Regions from separate parts of the Ovis aries genome. Here region 2 is linked to region 1. Evidence: chromatin contacts called from public Hi-C data. All regions are on one chromosome and are shown on one strand. Each heading gives the region's core, a stretch centred on a gene start, on an enhancer-like site or on the middle of the called end of the contact. The rest is flanking DNA. Distances are from core to core; before and after follow the strand shown. Region 1 holds the start of KLF13 (KLF transcription factor 13). Region 2 overlaps LOC121817094 (a long non-coding RNA gene).

What was found. Hi-C and Micro-C count contacts between places; a contact is called where the count stands out from the background.
Region 2: a contact with region 1 is called in a Hi-C map of tail adipose tissue, with 2.4 times the contacts expected there. The contact joins the enhancer-like site here to the promoter of KLF13 in region 1. A contact is called at or near these places in 3 of 16 Hi-C or Micro-C datasets (mesenteric adipose tissue, muscle and tail adipose tissue).

The regions. Positions count from the first base shown.
Region 1 is chr18:25,440,331-25,446,750 of ARS-UI_Ramb_v3.0, reverse strand. KLF13 (KLF transcription factor 13) reads right to left here and starts at 3,340. Exons shown (of 2, transcript XM_004018077.4): 1 at 2,360-3,340. The coding sequence starts at 2,948.
Region 2 is chr18:25,515,767-25,522,186 of ARS-UI_Ramb_v3.0, reverse strand. It overlaps LOC121817094 (a long non-coding RNA gene), which reads right to left. Exons shown (of 2, transcript XR_006056833.2): 2 at 1-3,828. Among named protein-coding and RNA genes, the nearest start is that of KLF13, 76 kb to the right of the region's middle. Within about 2 kb of position 3,611, at least 8 of the 54 cell types and tissues checked have an H3K27ac peak or open chromatin away from gene starts, as enhancers often do.

The sequences.
Region 1 (6,420 bases), core at 2,091-4,590:
GGCTGCCCCTATGCCCTCTATGATCACCAGTTACTTATGCTCTGCACACCTGGGCTCAGGCTTCCTGAAGGTGCCCTGAGCCATAGGTAGGTCCTTAGTTCATAAGCAGATGCACCTGGAGGGACCCCTTAAACTTCAGTCAGCATCTGGGACCTAGGAACCTACATTTCCAAAGGCCCCAAGGGACCCTGTGCACTCCTGACTTGGAGATCTGCTCTGGAGGCAGAGATTCGAGTTTCTGCACACCTGGAAGGCGGAGCCGGCTCCCTGCTCTAAAAATGAACAGACTAGCACACTGCAGGCCAAAGAATGGATTCATCCTGTTCTGGCTTCCAGGCACCCCGGAGAGGCCGGCTTCCGCCCCACTGCGAAGGCGCGGGTTCCTAGCGCCCCTGCCCTAAACATCTAGCCATCTTGCCCCGTGCCGCGCAGGGCACAGGCAGCCTGGACCAGGGGGCTGAGGCAATCCGGAAGGCAGCCCCAGCCGGAGGCCCGGGCGAGCCCCGCCCCGGGGCCGATCCCTCCGCAATTCGCGAATCTGGCTACCGGGTGCTGCCGGGTTGGGAAAGAAAGAGAAGTCGCTCAGTCGTATCCGACTGTTTGCGAACCCATGGACTGTAACTGACCAGGCTCCTCTGTCCATGGGATTTTCCAGACAAGAATACTGGAGTATTTCCTTCTCCAGGGGATCTTCCCGATCCAGGGATCGAACCCGGGTCTCCCGCACTGCAGGCAGACTCTTTACCGGGTTGGGAAGCCACAGTAACACAGGATTCAGAAAGCTTTTCCAATACACTCCTCTGTTCGGTACTGGCCTGGCTCTCAACCGAGTGCTCAACTCCAGCCACAAATCAAACGCGGCCCGGCTACCAGGTGACGGGGTCCACCTCGCTCAGAATACAGCGTGGCCCCTCCCCCACGACCACACCCACTCTTGCAACAACGTCCCCACCTCCGAGTCCACACAGCCCGAATTCTGACTCAGCCTAGAAATGGCCCCGCCTTCACCCGCGACCCCACCAAGCTGTTTGAGCGGTCATAGCGCGGGACCAGAAATGCGGGGCCGGCGTGGGAGGTGCAGTTCGTGAGATACGCGGTTCCTGACACCTGCAGCCCGTGGGGCAGTTCATTTGCAAATTTATCCGGAGAAAAAGCTTTTCAGCTCTAGATTCTTGAAAACTGCGGCTTTTAAATCAGTCATTTAATCAGCTTGTGAACTGTTTGACAAATGAGACGCCTCAACTTTTGAAACAAGGTTAACGGTATGAGAGTTTTGAACCGGTCCCCAAAGTGGAAGACTTGTGTCCAGAAGAGTTCGCGTGGGCTCAGAGGAAATACACAATTCTTTAAACCAAACTGGGAGAGAAAGCATGCCATCCATTGAAAGGTTGTTTCCACTTTTGTGTTAAAAGACAAAAAACAACCACAGAGCAATCTACGACAAAGTCCTGGGCCCGCGAGAGGAAAATGTTGCCCTGGGGTGGGGGGCGGGCGGCGGTCTGGGGCTCCTAGAATGTCAGCTCCCGCCACCCGCCCCCGTGCAGGTGCTGCCCGCCCGCATCCGGCCCCGGCAGGTGAGAGCGAGGCCGGGAGGAAGGCGACGCAGATCCGCGGCCAGAAGGCAGTGCGCTCCTTTCGGGAGACAGCGCCCCGGCCCCAAGGAGCCCCTTGGGTCTGGCGCGCCCCCGCCGGCCGGATGGGCGGGGCTCCCACAAAGAGCCCCGGACGAGGACCCGGGACCGCCCCCCGCGTCGGCAGCCTCTGGCTCCGGTTTCGACAAATTAAACCTTAGAACGCTGGAAAAATTACAGGAAGAGGAGAGCGAAGAATGTGCCGAGTGGCTGGAGAAAGCCCTGTCCCCGCGTGAACTTCGCCCGCCGCGCGCCCGGGCCGGGCCCGCCCCTGCTGAGCGCGCGCCCGACCGACGGGGGAGGGGCCAGGAGAGGACACCCGCTCCCCGCGGCTCCCGGGCGTCCGGGCCGCCAATCTCCCCGGGTGCCACTTGCGACCCCCATCCAGCTCGCCCGCACCTGCCCGCGCGCCCCCGGGCCTGGGCGGGGTCCCCGCCCCGGGGCCCGATGACGACACTCGCCCCCGCGGCCCCGCCCGAGCGCGCCGGAGGAGGGGGCGTGCCCGGCGGGGGCGCGGTCGCCGGGCGGGTGCCGGCTCCCAGCGCACAGACCCGCTTCGCGCGGCGCGCAGTGTCGCCCGCAGCCCAGAGCCACGGGGAAAGGGGCGAGGCCCCGACCGTTCCCGGCCCGATCGCCCTCGCACCCAGCTGGTGGCTCCGGGGGCGTGGCTGGGCGACTAGCACTGGCCCCGGATCGCTTGCTCGGGGCTCCCGGGCCGCCCCACTGACCTGTGTGAGTTCTCAGGTGCGCCTTGAGGTGCGAGGATTTCCCGTAAACTTTCTCGCAGCCCGCGTAGTGGCACTTGTGCTTTCTCTGCGGGGACTCGAGGTCGGTGCGACTTCGGCCCCGCCGGCCCCTTTGTCTGAGGCCGGGCTCGCCGCTCCCCGCGGGCCCCGGCTCTCGCTCGGGCTCCAGCCCCGCCTCGGGTTCGGGCTCGGGCTCGCTCCACGCCGGGCTGAGGGGCGCGGCCGCCGCGCCACTGGCGCCGGGGAAGGCGGGCTCGGGGGCGGGTGGCGGCGCCGGTGGTAGGCGGCAGGGGGTCCTCGCCTTCCGGGCCGCGGCGCCTTCTCTGCGCTCCGCCGGGGCGGGCGCCGGCGCTTGCTGGTTAAGGTCCGCTAGGATCCGCGCCACTACGAAGAGCGAGGCACTGTCCTTGCCGTCGCGGCGTTCTTCGACGCGGGGCAGCGTGGCGGCGACAGTGGCCGCGCCCTCGGGTCCGGGCTCCGGCCCCTCCCGCGGCCCGTGCACGACCGCGCGGTTCGACATGGACACGAGGCACTCGGCGGCGAAGTGGTCCACATAGGCGGCTGCTGCCATGCTGCGGGATCCAGCCGGCGGACGGGCGGCACTGCTGGTTGCTGCGAGTCGTCAGCGGCGCATCCGCACCCACGGCCTCCGGAGAGCGGGCGGGGGGCGGGGGCGAGGCGCGCCCTCTCCGCGGGCTGGGCTGGGCGCGCAGCCGCCTCTGCCGTCACCCGCGCGGCTCCGCGTCTACTAGGCGCCCGCCCGGCTGGGCTCCGAAGAGTGAACGCATGGGGGGCGCGGGCGAGTGGGATCCCCACGCGACGTCAGGGGCGGCCTGTCCTAAGGATGCCGAGCGGCGACGTTAGGGACGACCGCGCCAAGTCGCGGCCGCAGCCTCGCCGCGCATTGTGGCAGGCGGGACAGCAGCCGTGCGCGCCGCGGCTCGGTGTGGGCGGCCCGGCTCCGGGGGTGGGCGGGGCCGGGGCCACATCTGGACCCGACGTCAGCCCCCAGCCACATCCTGGCGGCGCAGGTTACAGGCGGCGGCGGCGGCCGCGGGGAGCCGCGCACGCGGAGGGGGCGGGGATCCTGGAGCGCGCACCGGCGGGATGGAGCGGTCGCGCGCCCGCCTCTGGGGAAGGGGCGTGGTCGAGGACAAGGACTGGCGCCATTGGTTCGCGGGTACGCGGCCCGGCCAATCCTCACAGTGAGAGACTCCCACTCGGCCTAGGGGCCTGCGCGTGCCAATGGGCGTGCCCCCTTGGCGGCGGGAGGAGGGGCGGAAATTAGAGCCGTGAGCCGGGCACGCTGACGCACCACGTCCGAGGGCGGCAGGCTGGGGCGTGGCCGCGCGGGTCGCTCCCCCACCCCTCAGCGGCTGGGACCCCGCGGGGTATTTTCCTGCTGGAGCTTTTGTACGGTGACAGCCTTGAACCCCGGCGCGGAGGCGAGCGCTCAGGAGGGCGCCCCTTTGTCCCTCCCGCCCCGCCTCTGCCGTGCGCCGGGTGGGCGCGCCCTGCGGGGCTCGCCTCCGCTTCTCCCTTTCCCCTCCCGAGCGAGGTGCCCAGCTCGGAGGCGTGTCCGCTCTGGCCAGCTCGGAACAACCCCGCCGCACCCCGCCGAAGCTGGGTTCCTGGGCGGCCGCGCCCCAAGATTCGGGCCGCTCGCCCGCTGCAAGCTCCTCCCCTGCCGAGCCCGGTGTTCGGCGCGGCCCAGCAGGGAGCGGGGTCTCGGGTGGGGCAGGGGATGCACTGACGGGAGGGACCTGGAGCTCCCGATCGTCCCGGGCAGCCGGGAACTGGGAACGGCCGCACCGCCCTTGAGCCTGGGTCAACCGGAGGCGGACTGGCACCAGGCTGGTGGTTAGCCTGGCGGCGTGGGTGACGTGCCCATCGCGTCCCATGCTCGCAGGAGTGAACTACGTGCCGGGGCGCTGGCGCCGCTGCTCATGGAACGCGGGGCCCCTTCCGCTGCCTCCCCTCCCCAGGCCCGCTGCCAACTTCTCCCGGCTGCCCCTCTCTTTCGCCGCCGGGGAGGCTTCCGACACCACCGACTGCGCGGGCCCCGCCCACAGCGCCCCGCCCGCCCGCTGCCTGGCCCCGCAGAGGAAATGCTCCCTGCCCTGCCCCGCCCACTTGCCCTTGGCTCTCGCCGGCGCCCTCACCCTCGCTGTCTCCGAGATCACCCCACCGCCCTTCTCCAGGCCTAGGCCATCAGCTTAGAGGCTAGAGGCTTGAAGCCGAGCGCAGCAAGCCCCTGGCTGGAGAGACCGGCCGGGGTCTGCAGCCCTTAATGGACATTCAAACGTGTTAGCTGCCCGCGCGGGGAGAGTGGAAGGAGGGCAGCCCAGGCACTGGATCCCTCGGACCAGAGAAGAGGGGTGGGTGGGACAGAGTCGTTCGGCGCACAAAATTAAGAGCAGCCATTTCACACCAAATTATCTTGGGGCTTGGGTAGAAAAAACTTTCCAGGTCACCAAGGACAAACGCGTTTTGGGTTGCATGTTGTGGTGACCTGTAAACTGGTGTGGACGTCTGGGCTCCCTGGGAATCTGTGACTAAAACCCTAAAGTTCCAGCTCACTGGTGGGCGCCCCCTGCGAAGACCACACAGTGTGCTCTGCAGCGGTGGGGCTCTGTACTGGGCCACTGGGTCAGACTCCTCCTCTAAGAGGGTCTCCTACTGGCAGGAAGTAATCTCTCTTTTCCCAGGCAACTTGTATTGATGACATTTAAGAGATTTGTGTTCTGACCAAATAATGATTCAGACTGTTCCTGCAGTCTCACCACATGTCACAATCAGTCACTTCATTAAGGATGGAGCTGGCCCTGTGCTGACTTACCAGCCATCCACCCCCCCCCCCCCCCCCCCACTCTCTCCAGCAAGCAGGATTCTGCTCAATCTCCAAGGTACCACTAGCTCCATGACCCACCCCTCCCCAGCCCTTGACACACTCCAGCCTGGGCACACCCTGGCAGGCCTCTTAGGAGTAGGCGCCCTTCTAGGCGTTGGGCTACAAGTGACCATCCTCTGTTCTGGGTGAGAGACATAGGCCTGGGTCAAGGGTCCTCCGCAGGCACACACACCCCCACCCCCATCCACAGCCCAGAACAGTCCCAGGTCTCTGCATGGATGCAGCCTCCCTGAGTGTTTTGGCTGCACTCTCAGAGCATCCTGGGGGGCAAAACTCACACCCTAGGCCTGCTTCTCCGGCCTTTAATGGTTGTTCATAGGAGGTCCTGGGGCCCAGTAACCCTCATCCCAGCCCCACATGGGAGTGTCTTTCAGATACATACATTCTCTTCCTCAGGGGAAAATCTCACCATAACCGCTGGCCTGTGTTATTCTTGCTTCATCAGATTTTGACAGATGTGGCTTCTCTATGTCTGAGGGTGGGTGGGGATCAAGTGTCAGGTGGAAGGAATGGAAACAAAAACAGAAGCTGCAGGAGACCCAGGTTCAGTCTCTGGGTGGGAAGATCCCCTGGAGGAGGAAATGGCAACCCACTCCAGTATTCTTGCCTGGAAAATCTCATGGACAGAGGAGCCTGGTGGGGCATATGGTCCGTGGGGTCGCAAAGAGTCAGACACTACTGAGCACACAATTCAGGGTGGGAAAGATCAGCCCAGAGCAAGTGAATGGGGATGTGTCTGGAGAGTGGAGAGGCTGGACTGGAAAGGGGGCTGAGGTTTCCACTGGAGATGGCAGATGGATGGTGTGTGTTGACTCTGACTTGTGGAACCTCCTTTCACAGCAGTGTTTGCCTGTTGTCAGAAAAAAACTGGCAAGAATAGGGCAAGCAAGGGAACAAGTAACTGCAACACAGTTGTTGAAGCTGAAATACTATACAGATCTGAGACAATGAAGTCTTGAAATGGTAGCGGAGTGGGATAGGGTGTGGGGAGCCAAGAAAAAAACTCTGGAGTCCCCAAAAGGTCCACCAATGGATGGCACTAGGCACCTCTGGATGGGGGTTTGAATGGGGGCTAAGATAATAACTGGCTGAAAGTCTGCGGGAGTTGGTTATGGACAGGAAGGCCTGCTGT
Region 2 (6,420 bases), core at 2,362-4,861, 75 kb before region 1:
AATGATCGATGCCATCAGTTAGATTTTTTGATACCATGTGTTAAAAAGTTCTTCTCTGGGTGCTTGAAAGAGAGATGCAATAGATATAATCACAAATCACTGCCTCTAAAGGAAAAATGTTTTATGCATGTAAGAATTAAGATTTTAAAATTTAAAAAAAAAAAGAATAAACATAAAAAAAAAATTAAAAAAAAAATAAATAAATAAAAGTAGCTTTAACCTTTGAATATTTTTTGAAGGCTCTTCCCCACCACTTTCCAGGGACGGGGGAGCCTGGTGGGCTGCCGTCTATGGGGTCGCACAGAGTCGGACACGACTGAAGCGACTTAGCAGCAGCAGCAGCAGCACCACCACCACTTCCACCCTCCAAAAACACCCCTAGGGCCCTTTCCCACTTGGTCAATGCTTGTGCTTATTTCCTGCTGCAGGTAATGTGATTCTGGCAGCCATATGGCAGGTGCTTTGTGACCATGGATGAAACCCATTGGGTTTCATCTCCTGTGGATGCCCTGGACTCCCAGATGCCCAAGGATGGGTGGTGAAAATCATGCCTCAGGAGAGGGCAGCGGGTCCCTGAGCAGAACCTGGCTGTGAAGAACGCTTGCTGGGGATCCCTGTCTCCTGAAAGTGGTCGGGTAATAGTTGCGATGCTCCTTTGTCTTTGCTTTCTGTTACAGATAGTGATGAACAGAATATTTGGGTCCCCATCAAAATTCATATGCGGAAATTCTATGCCCCAATATGATGGCATTTGGAGGTGGGACCTCTGGGGTGATTAGGTCATGGGGGTGAGGAGCTTGTGATGGGATTAAGGTCCTTATAAGAAGAGGCCAGAGCTGCTTCTCTCTCTCTGTCCTTCCACCTCTCTCCCTCTCCTTCCACCTCTCTCCACCTCCCTCCTCCCCCCATGTGAGAACACAGCAAGGAGAAGGCCCTCTGCAAACCCTGTAGATGGCCTGGGCCCTGGAGTGCTGCTTCCCCCCACTGCTCCCCGCTCTACCTGGCCTGGAGCTGAGAAAGTGCTCGGTGGACCTTTGCTGGAGGAGAGGCCCAGAGAGGGTGGAGGAGCTGGAGGCAAGGCCAGGGGACAGCAGGGACAGAGGGACGGCTAGGGTGCACACCTTTCAGGAGCACTGGAGGCCAGTCCCCGGAGGCTCAGGGCCGGACGGGGTGGGGAGGGCCAGCTGGGCAGAATGAAGAACAGCAGGGCTGGGAGGACTGACAAAGGGGCAGGACCCACCAGGAGCGACCCCTGGCAGGGCAGAGGGCCTGAGGGAAGAGGGCTGCACGCATCTGCCAGTCAGCTGCTTCTTGGAGGAGAAACGAACCTCAGACAGAAGGTCTGGGTAGGGTGGCCAGATTAGAAAGAATAAAATGTAGGATACCCAGTTGAATCTGAATTTCTTATCAATGATGAAGACAATATTTAGAACATACTTACACTAACAACAGCTTTCCATTGATTTTCCACTCAAATTTAACTGGTGTAGCGACTTAGCAGCAGCAACAGCAGTAATCTGTTGGGGCTGCTAGAACAGAATTCCAGAGCCTGAGCAGCTTGTATACAACAGAGATTTGTTTCTCATGGTTCTGGAGACTGGGAAGTCCCATGATCAAGGTGCTAGCAGGGTCATGTGTGGTGAGAGCCCACTTCCTAGTATTTTATTTATTTATTTATCCTTGGCCACGCCGCACGACGTGTCATGTTGGATCAAACCCCAGTCTCTGCACTGGGAGCCAGACTCTTAGCCACTGGACCACCAAGGAAGTTCCTCTGTGCTGTCCTTAGAGGACACCAATCCCATTCATGAAGACCCCACCCTCATGACCTCCCAAAGGCCCCCTCTTCATCCCATAACCTAGGAGATTAGGGCTTAAGGTAGGAATTGTGGGTGCAGGGTTGTCACATAGAAACTGAGACCACAGCATGTGGGCGTCAGGATTTTCTCTGGCAAGCGCAGCTTAGTGACCTGAGGGACAGGTGTCCTCTTCAACTACCCAGGCACAGAGGTGGGAGAAGGACCATCTCTGCTTATGTTGACGTTAAACCATCACAAAAACTCCGTTCCTAGAATTCATCTCTCTTCCTATCTGAATCCTCTGAATCTTGGGACTTCTCTTGAGATGGAAATCAACCTGGGAGAAAGGAAAGAATTGAGAACCTGCCACTGCTAATCACCCGTCACTGGACTGCTCGGCCAGCCACAGGCCTGTGGGCAGGGTGAGCTTGGTGGGGCTTGGGGGAAGGGCGACCCAGGACGCGCAGGCTGAGGGCCCTATGGCTTCATACTCCGAGAGACCATCTACCTCCTGGCCTCTGCAGCCCTGGACCATGGAGGCTGCTCCCTCCTAACTGTGGAATTACTTACTAAAGTCTGAGAAATAGCAGAGCAGAGCAGCAGGGGCTCAAAATGGGCTCAGAGGCCACAGGCAAGGGGAGGGGCAGCAGCAGGGAAGGGACCAACCCTTGCTACAACCCTCTCCCTGCCCCCAGGGTGGATGTAGGGGTGAGGCTGGCATGTCTGATGGTCTTGCCTGCAAGCCTCCGAGAGAAAAGACTACCAATGTCAGGCCTGGCAGGGCAGCCACAAGCTTGGCTGTGATGTGGCCTTCATGGAAGGAAAAGGAAGTGAGTGTACAGGAGGCCTTGGCTGAGGGGAATGAGTGCCTCTGTGTGTGTGTGCGCGTGCGCATGTGTGTGCACATGTGCATGTCCATGCCTGCTAGCATGTCTGCCCAGGGAGGTGTCTCTGGTCTCTCTGGGGATCTCCTGTGTACACATTATGCCCATCTCAGGGGCACGTTTCTTTTTTCTTCTTTTTTAAATTATGAAAGTATGATAACATTTACAGGAAACTTGGAAAATACAGAACAAAGTCACATATAGTTCCACTACATATTACAATTATTTTTTAAGTAAATAAATCAAGATTTTTAACTGGAGTTTCAATATCAGACTCACAAAAAATTAATAGAAAGAAAAGACAGAGAAGTAGAAGCATATAGTTAGATCTGAAAAGCACCATGAACCAATTCAATACAATAAAGATCTATACAATTTTCACACAACAGCAGGATACAAATTCTATTCAAGTTCCCATAGACTATAAATCAGGAGACACTGGAACATATCCAGGGGCGTAAAACAAGGTGCAAAAATTTCCTGGTCTAAAGGTGATGAAATCATACAGTCTGTTCTCTTATCACGGTGAAATTATATTAGAAATTAATATCAAAAGATATTTGAAAATAACCCACATATTTTCAAGTGCGATGTGACTGTTACCAAGAGAGACCTCTGACTTAGCCATTGAAAGGGGGGTATAGTTCTTCCTCCACAGCCACCCCCCAATTCTGCGGCAGGGAGGATAGAGGGGCGACAGGCCTGCTCTGTTCCAGGCTGAGATCTGGTTGTCTCCTCTCTCTTGCTGGAAGGTGTCCTGTGCGGGTTTCCCTCTGATTCCAGGTGCCCGGAGCCTCCATCTGCTGCAGTCCACGGTGGGCAGGGGCCGCTGGGGTGGGAAAGTTTGAGGTGAGTCACTCTTAGCTCCCCGGCCCAGACATCTCCTTGCGCCAAGTTGACTGCAGTGGGGGGAGGCGGGGCCGGAGTTCCGGTTTGTCTGGAAGTCCGGGTAAATAAACAGGAAATTCCCAAGCAGCTCGTGAAAATGACTCTGCGTCCAGTGGGGGTGCAGATGGAGAGTCTTTTGGAAAAACAGGACTCAACGTTCACACTTTCTTCCCAAGCTCACTTTTCCCCAAAGAGATGTTTTGATAAAGTTGTGAATAGACTTTACACATGCATGATAGAAGGACGTGGAAAGCAATCTGAAAAGGGGTGGAAACCAGATTTAGGAAAAGAGAACAGTGAGGCAGGGAACTGGGGTCTGGTCACCCACACTCCAAGGCAGCATCCGCCCATCTGCAGAGTGTGTGTGTTGTTTGGGTGTCCTGGCTGGTGTGAGCCCGGATGAAGATGCCGGATGAGAACTTCTCCACCCATGCGAGCTAACTGTGTGCATATCAAATACAACATCAAAAGCAGAATTCTGGGAACTCCCTGGGGGTTCATTGGTTAAGACTGCCTTCTGGGCGTCCCTGGTGGCTCAGTGGTAAAGAATTCGCCTGCCATTCAGGGAATATGGGTTGAATCCCTGGTACAGGAAGATCCCATATGCAGCAGAGCAACTAAACTTGTGTGCCACAACTACTGAGCCTGTGCTCTAGAGCCTGTGCTCCGCAACAAGAGAAGCCCATGCACCACAACTAGAGAGTAGCCCCTCCTTGCTGCAACTAGAGAAAAGCCTGAAGAGCAATGAAGACTGAGCGCAGCCAAAAATAAACAAATAAATAAAAATTTAAAAGACTTCATCTTTCAATGCATGGGGTGCAGGTTCGATCTCTGGTCAGGGAACTAAAGTCCCACATGCAGAAGCAATATTGCAACAAGTTCAACAAAAACTTCTAAAATGGTCCACATCAAAAAAAATATCATTAAGAAAATGAAGCAGAATCCTGCTTTCCAGCAGCAGACGCGGCCCACTGTGTGAGTGGACAGCCCTAGCCTGAAATTGTGCTTCCTGATGAGCTTGTTTCTTTGATCACAAGCCCTCCTTTGTCACTTGCCTTCACTGTTTTGAGTCCCTTTGCAAGATCACACAGAGAAGGCAATGGCAACCCACTCCAGTACTCTTGCCTGGCAAATCCCATGGACAGAGAGCCTGGTGGGCTGCAGTCCACGGGGTCGCTAGGAGTAGGACACGACTGAGCAACTTCACTTTCACTTTTCACTTTCATGCATTGGAGAAGGAAATGGCAACCTACTCCAGTGTTCTTGCCTGGAGAATCCCAGGGATGGGGAAGCCTGGTGGGCTGCTGTCTATGGGGTTGCACAGAGTCGGACATGACTGAAGCGACTTAGCAGCAGCAGCATATATATATATGTATGGGGGCTTGATATATGTATATACATATGTGTGTGTGTGTGTATATATATATATATATAGAGAGAGAGAGAGAGAGAGAGACTTCCCTGATGGCTCAATGGGTAAAGAATCTACCTGCAATGCAACAGACACAGCAGACACGGTTTGATCCCTGGGTTGTGAAGATCCCCTGGAAAAGGGCATGGCAACTCATTCCAGTATTCTTGCCTGGAGAATCCCATGGATAGAGGAGCCCGGCAGGCTACAGTCCAAAGGGTCGCAAAGAGTTGGACATGACTGAGCGACTAAGCACACATATACACACATATGTATATATGGATATATATGTGAACATATTGTTTAGATGTGATTAACATTTGAATCAGTACACTTTGAGTAAAGCAGATTATCCTCTGGAAAACAGATGGGCCTCACCCAATCAGTTGAAGTCCCTTTGGTTGTGAAAGGTTGTTGTTGAACCACGCAAAGACGCCAGGATTCTTGGCCTCTAGAGGAGAAGAATTCAATCCAGGGCCAGAGATGAGGCTTGATCGCTCAGAGCTTTTGTGTAATAAAGTTTTGTTAAAGTATAAAGGAGATAGAGAAAGCTTCTGACATAGACATCAGAAGAGGGTAGAAAGAGTACCCCTCTTGCTAGAGTTAGCAATGGAGTTATATACTCTCCAATGAATCCAAAAAATGTCTGGAAGACCTCACCAGACCTACTCCCATAATTTACATTTTAAGATAACAGAATTAGCCAGAAGGTTTAATCCAGAGACTGTCCTCAAGCAGGATACATTGTTATATAATCCTTGTAAGACCAGGCCTACTCCCATAATTTACATTTTAAGATAACAGAATTAGCCAGAAGGTTTAATCCAGAGACTGTCCTCAGGCAGGATACATTATTGTTATATAATCCTAAGGAATGTAGAGGAAAAAAGGTTTGTCCTTTCTTCCTCCTTGAGAATTCCAGACCCCTCTTTCCTTGGGGCCCCCTAGACTTCTTATCAACCTGCCTAGGAAATGACTCTATCATTTGTTGAGGTGTCACATGGTATACAAAAATTAACTCCAAGTGAAACATAAATCCAAATGAAATACCTAAGGCTATAAAACTCTTAGAAGGAAACAGAAATAAATCTTCATTAGCTTGGGTTAGACTAGATACAGCATCAAAAGCAAAGGCAACAAAAGTAAGACAACCCATAGAATGGGAGGGAAACAACTGCAGATCGTGTATCTGATAGGGAATTTGCATTCAGAATATACAAAGAACCATGACATCTCAACAACAAAAACTCAAATAACCCAATTAAAAATGGGCAAAGGATCTGAATAGATATTTCAACAAAGAAGTCATAAGATGTTCAACATCATTAACTGACAGGGAAGTACAAATCAAATCCACAACTGATACTAGTTCACACTCACTAGACTAGATCCAACTAGAATAAAAATCAAACTACAACAAGCGTTGGCAAGGAGGTAT